2 separate regions of the Gossypium arboreum genome follow, and region 2 is linked to region 1. Evidence: chromatin contacts called from public Hi-C data. All regions are on one chromosome and are shown on one strand. The core of a region is the stretch at or near the end of the contact, and the rest is flanking DNA. Distances in the headings are between cores, read along the strand shown.

Region 1 (3,254 bases), core at 112-2,611:
GGTGTTTATACTTCATCTGGGTGTGAAGTTCTCTAGTAAAAATTATCTGTTTGAGATGATTTTTTTTCTTTAATATGTTCAGTAGAGCAGATATGTTACGGGGTTCAAGTCGTCATGTGATGCCGAACTTCATTTCTATCATTTCTTCATTGTTTTATGGATGCACATTGATTCTATAAATTTTGCAAGTGTTAATTATAAAAAAGAACAGTTAATTTAAAACTTATGTTATCATTTTTTAAAAATAAAAATTACTCTTAATTTAGTTTCGTATTGTATCATTTCAAGTTGATCATTTGGAGTTCTGATTAATTTGGGTTTGGTTGGGTCGGTTTTGGTTAAATCAAGTGTGGGTTGATCAGATTTCTCCAGTTCGAATCAAAATTAATAAATCATTAATAACAACTTTATTGTTTTTCAATTTAATAGAAGTGATACAAAGCTTGTGTGCGGTGTTAACTCTTAAGGAGTCTAATTTTGTATTTTTTATTGAAACTTTAATGCATTTTGCTTAAAAGAATTACTAGCTGCGTTGAATTTTGATACCGGGGTTGGTCATAGCGTGGTCTTGCTATGCTTTTGAATTCAATTGATAATGGTACTGTGATTGGTAATTCTAATAACCACATTGATATGTCTAATGAGGGTGCAAATGGTTCTAAATGGAGGTTAATTGGGGTGTATGGCTATCCTAAGTCTAGGGGATTTTTGGAGGTCTCTTTCAACTATACATGGTTTGTCGTGGGTGAGTATAGGTGACTAGAAACCAACATTTTGTTAATAATAAATGGGGAGGAGTTATTTATCCTTCATGGTTGGAAGGATTTTGACAATGCATTGATGACTATAATCTATTAGAAATACCTCTTTTGGGCCACTACTACACATGGGAAATGGGTAGAGGTTCAGAGTTTGTCGTCACATGGAAATGGATAAAGGTTCAAAGTTTTTCGTCATGGACAGGCTTGATAGAGCATTCATTAATAAGAAGTGCTCTCTACTCTTTCCTTATCATAATTGTATAATTTGGTGGGTGCTAGATGATGAGTCAAAACTGAAATATGAAAACATAAGGGAATGGAAGAAATGGTGCATTTTGAGTCCAAATTAACGAAACGGTGCACAACAACTTTCAATGAAAACAAGGTGTTTTTACTCTTTATATATATATATAGAGAGAGAGAGAGAGAGTTGTATCTTGGCTGGAAGGTTATGCAATCAATCATCACGATTTCTATCAAGTCTCTTTCTCTCTTCTCTTCCTCAATTTTCTCGCTTCTTCTTCTGTTCTCTCCTTTATGGTTTTGCTCTTAACAAAGGTATTGGAGCTTCAATGTTTCTCCATGGCTAAAGATGGGGTCATTACGCGTTTGCAGAAGGAAATGGGTGTGCTGCAATAGGAGATAGTGAAGATCCAAGGGAAGTTGTCTCAAATCGATGCCAAGTTAAAGGCCTGGTTACAGAGGTTCAAGGAAGACTTTAAGGGTGGGATTCGACTGGAACTTCATAGTTTATTTGAGTAATATTTTGGTCATCCTACCTCTTTCAATAATGTGGCTACAACTCAGGCCAATGGAAAAGGGATATTGGGAGGGTCACCTCCTAGATGGCCTTTTGGAAGGACCTCTACACTCTTTGGCCACTAGAATGACTAATCTGCATCAATCCCATTTTGGACGCTGTTAGAACGCTTTATCACCTAAACTGCCCACACTTTGATGACTCTAACTTCAGAGGTCGGTGGTTAATGCTCGAGCAATATTTTGCAATTGAATGGTTGCTTGATAGTGACAAGGTTCGTACTGTGATGTTGCATTTAGAGGGAAGGGCATTGGACTGGCATCACTTTTATGTCCAAAATTGGATTGGCGCGCTTCCTTAGATAAGTAGGGATCTAAATTCAGTTCCTTAATGACCCAATAAGCTTTTTTTTTTTCGCTAATTTGATTGGCAAATGATATTTTTTTCCGTAAACTAATTTGTATGGAGACATACCCAACGGAGTTTTGTAAGCTATTTGATATGTCAATAATGCATCATCCAATTATGTACTCCAATCTTTTCGACTTGGGTTCACTGTCTTCTCCAATATCTGTTTGACTTCCCGATTCGATACTTTTGCTTGCCCATTAGCTTCAGGGTGGTATGTTGTGGTGATTCGATGTTTCACGCTGTATTTTGCCAAAGCTGTCTTTAATTGCTTGCTACAAAAATGTGATCCTTCATCGCTAGCAAGTGCTCTGAGAGTCCCAAATCGAGAAAAAATATTCTCACGTAATAATCAAACTATAGCCTTAGTGTCGTTGACCAGTAACACTACTACATCTACCAATTTAGATACATAGTCAACTGTTAAGAGAGTGTACTGATTGCCAAAAGAATTGAGAAATGGTCCTATAAAATCAGTGCCCCACACGTCAAAAACTTCTACTTCCAAAATTCCAGTTTGCAGCGTTTCATCCTTTTTGATATGTTTCCTTGTCGCTAACATTTTTCACATCATTGAGAAAATTCGTAGGCGTCTTTGATCATTGTGGGCCAGTAAAATCCCTATTGAAGTATTTTCTATGGTATTCTCCTTCCTCCAAAATGCCCCTCACATGGTGACGTATGACACTCTAGCAAGATGTCTTCCATTTCCTCTTCTGCCACGCATCGTCTGATCAGTTGGTTTGTGCACTGTTGAAATGCATAAGGTTCTTCCCATATATACTTACGGGCATCATACATTATTTTTTTTCTTCTTTTGTCATCGTGCATTTGCAGGGAACATTCCTCTAGCTAGATAATTGACAGTGTTTGCGTACTAAGGTGTTTTGTGGGTCAGCTGCATTACTTCATGGTGGATGGCTTGAAATAACAGTTCATCAATAAATCTTTCATTAATTTTTTTCTTATCTTGTTGACTAGCTTCAATCTCTAATCGTGAGAGATGTAACACCCCTAACTCATTTCCTTCGCCGGAATAAGATCATAAGGCATCACAGAATAAAACACAATCTCAAACAAGTACATATAATATATATAATTATTCACAAACCCAAGTATCGAAAGTTAATCAAAATTTATTTTATAAATTGATACATCTCTTAAATTAGGACAATTCACATCATATATTTATACACATAATCATATTGTTCACATATTACAATATAAAATATAATGTATGAACAATTTCATATATACGTCATTAGCATGGTAATCCTTATGAATCTCATATGTTTTGCATAATAATACCACTAAAAGGAAGCATT
Region 2 (3,096 bases), core at 328-2,827, 380 kb after region 1:
CAAAATGTTTTTAAGACCCCGTAGGCTCGATTTAAGGCCTATAAGAGTATTTTTACTTTAATTAACTTGAATTGTTGAATGTTTTATTTAATTTACTTAATTATTTTTATTTGAAGTTAAATGTTTCGAATTCTATAGTAATGCTTCGTAACCCTACTCTAATGACGGGGACGGGTTAGGGGTGTTACACCACATAACACGGCCCATGGTTTCACCTATTCAAGCAATATGTTAATTCAAACATATAATAAATAAACAACATTTGCTACATTTACTAAATATTATTATCAAATGAATTTTACCTTGTCACCAATGAGAATGTATCGGGGACATAGAAATGGTAGCCGCCACTACGCCCATGACTGTAGTAGGAGCATGCAACCACCAATTGACTTCTTATCTAGTTCTATCGCTTGACACAACTCCCGGTACAATGTGGCCAATATGGCTGATCCCCAACTCATGTTTGCATTCTTTGAAGTCGACTAGGTGTAGTAGCCACCTTATGTGTACCAAATTTCAAGATTTATCGGGCATTAGAATGCCCCCGAATAACTTCAAGATGAATGCTCGGGCATATTGCTCTTTGACGACATCAATCGTGTTCGGAAGAAGTTCTTTGAAATTATTTTTCAACCACTTTATATCTATCCGATCACATTGAAACTTGTTCAACACCTTTCATAAAAATGCCTCGTAAAGGTCCTCTTTATTGGGAACTACCGCTGACCCAGTAAGGACTGATACATCCACTGGTAAATCGAGTTGTAAAGCTACGTCCTCGAGTGTGATTGTACACTCACTACATAGAAGATGAAATGTTTGTGTCTCAAGTTTCCATCTTTCCACTAATGCGCTGATAAGTATAAGATCCAATTTGCAGCCCCCAAGCATATGAAATACATGTAAGAATCTGACATCTTGCAAATAATCGTGAATTTTGGTGTCTAGACTCATTGACAATTTTATATGAACCCCTCCAAAACACAATCATTCGTCTATTTATATCGACAAAATAAAATAATTTAAAATTTTAAAAATTAAATTTAACTTAATTAAAAAATAGCAAAATTTAAAATTTCTCCTTAACTTAATTGAAAAATAGCAAAATTTTAAATTTCTCCTTACTATTGTCTCTTGAGTGGCGAAAATGTGATTGTCGTTGAAACAAATCAAAGAACTTGTCATTCATGAAATTTTAATCGAAATGAATATACAAAATAATTAAATAAAAGTATAGTATTTTTAAACAAGTGTATAGGAAAATTTCGAACAAAACTTAAAAGAGTTGAGAGAATTGAAAAAGTTAGAAGAATTGAGAGAATTAAATTTGAGTGAAAAGAATGAAAAATGAACTGGTATTTATAAAAAAAAATTACCGATTTTAATGACAATTGGAGAAAAACGCATATAGCAGAAAGCACTTCACACACCCTATTCAAAAACACTATATTTACCTAAATTAAATAAAAGGCCTAAATTACGAATTTAAAAAAAAAAGAAGCAGCAGCATATAAGTCTAATTTAGCCCTAAATTATACGAAGATATTATTATATATAATTTTAAAATAAAATAACCGACTATTTATATACCAACTTGGTCGTGCTAGCAGTAGTATAAATGAAGGGCCTCCAAACTTCGTACTCATCTCGCGAATACCCAAATTTATTTAAAACCCTAAAAAATTGAAGGAATCATCAAAAACTCTGAAAGCCAAATTGAAATTTTAGGGAAAAAGAAACCATATAATGCAAGGAACAGATGAGCTAAGCATACATGACCTGGCTTCAAATCTCTCTACGTATAAGGAACAGCTTCAGCAGGTTTCCGATTTTTCTTTTGTTTTTCTTTTCAATTTTCGAGTTAATACTTGCAATTAGCTTTAATTTATAGTAGTTATTTGTATGCCGAAACAAACTTATAACGACCCATGTATGTGATTGGACTGAACCTCTTGTTTTCGATGAATTATTTGTGTCTAGGGTTTTGTTTTTATTACTACTATGTTAATGGATTATTTCATGATTAACTTAGCTTGTCGAGAAATTGGAAGAATTTTATGTGGACTTGCAAAACACGACTAATTAGCTGGTTTTGGTAAAAATCAGGTTAGACAGCTTCTGGCTGATGATCCTGGAAACGCTGAATATGTGGACATGGAAAAGGAGCTCGCTGAGGTGATTCTTGCATATGATTATTTTCTTTTTGCTTGTTCTTACATTTTATTTTTATTGTAGCTTTCTATTTCTTCTTGTTCTTTACTCTGACTTGTCGTGTCATGGTTACAATGCGGTTATTCTGTTTAGAAATGGATCCAACACTTACCGGCACCAAAAAGTGATCAAAGTATCAGTTTTAGTTTGTTGGCCTTTTTTTTCTTTTAGATGTTAAGTTTTTTGATAAGGTGAAGAAAATGTCATTTCTCTTCCTTCCGTCTTTTGAAGGAATCAACATGTTGCTCAATGAAGCAACGCCAATTAACTGCTAATGGTAATGGCTCTGCTGGAGATTTGTTTTCATTTCAGGGTTGAAAAGGTGAGGGCGGTTAATATTAAAAGAGTTCACAGCTGCAGAATGTGAACTTTAGGGACAAAAAGAAATTTCTGAAATATATAGCTTTGGAAAGATGCCCATCACTTTGATCTTGATTCCTTTGCAGGTGTGCTATGTGTCGTGATGGCCAGCCTGCTTCTCATTCACCTGATTTCCGATGTTCATCTTGAGATTCTAAGTTCGAAATATGATAACAATTCGCCCTTTATTATTTTACTGAACATATAGGTTCATGTTTAGAGATATGCTTGTGCTGAACCTCTGAGGTGCAGGTGATTGCTCTGACAGAGGAACTGCTTGCAACTGCAAAGCAAAATGAGATTTCTGGATCAGATATTGGGACTAGTGTCAGTGCAGCTGCTGCACAATCGAAGGTAATTGAAATTCCTGATTAATCCTTGATTTATTTTTGTAGTTAATTTTGTTTGTCCTAAACAGTGGTTTATTAACTTAGGCAAGATTCTGAATTGAAATGGAAATTTTTATTTTCTTTATACTATTTATTGTACAAATACATGCATGTGAGATGTCACAGATTAAAT

Evidence for each region. Hi-C and Micro-C count contacts between places; a contact is called where the count stands out from the background.
Region 2: a contact with region 1 is called in a Hi-C map of leaf, with 3 times the contacts expected there. The contact joins the promoter of LOC108486270 here to the enhancer-like site in region 1. A contact is called at or near these places in 2 of 5 Hi-C or Micro-C datasets (both in leaf).

The regions. Positions count from the first base shown.
Region 1 is chr6:65,895,265-65,898,518 of ASM2569848v2, forward strand. LOC108486444 (protein MANNAN SYNTHESIS-RELATED 1-like) reads left to right here. Exons shown (of 7, transcript XM_017790500.2): 7 at 1-222. Among protein-coding and RNA genes, the nearest start is that of LOC108486444, 5.7 kb to the left of the region's middle. Within about 2 kb of position 1,362, at least 2 of the 2 cell types and tissues checked have an H3K27ac peak or open chromatin away from gene starts, as enhancers often do. A contact at or near this core is called in leaf, where this site is marked.
Region 2 is chr6:66,271,283-66,274,378 of ASM2569848v2, forward strand. It overlaps LOC108486270, which reads left to right and starts at 1,578. Exons shown (of 8, transcript XM_017790233.2): 1 at 1,578-1,824; 2 at 2,110-2,178; 3 at 2,827-2,928. The coding sequence starts at 1,750.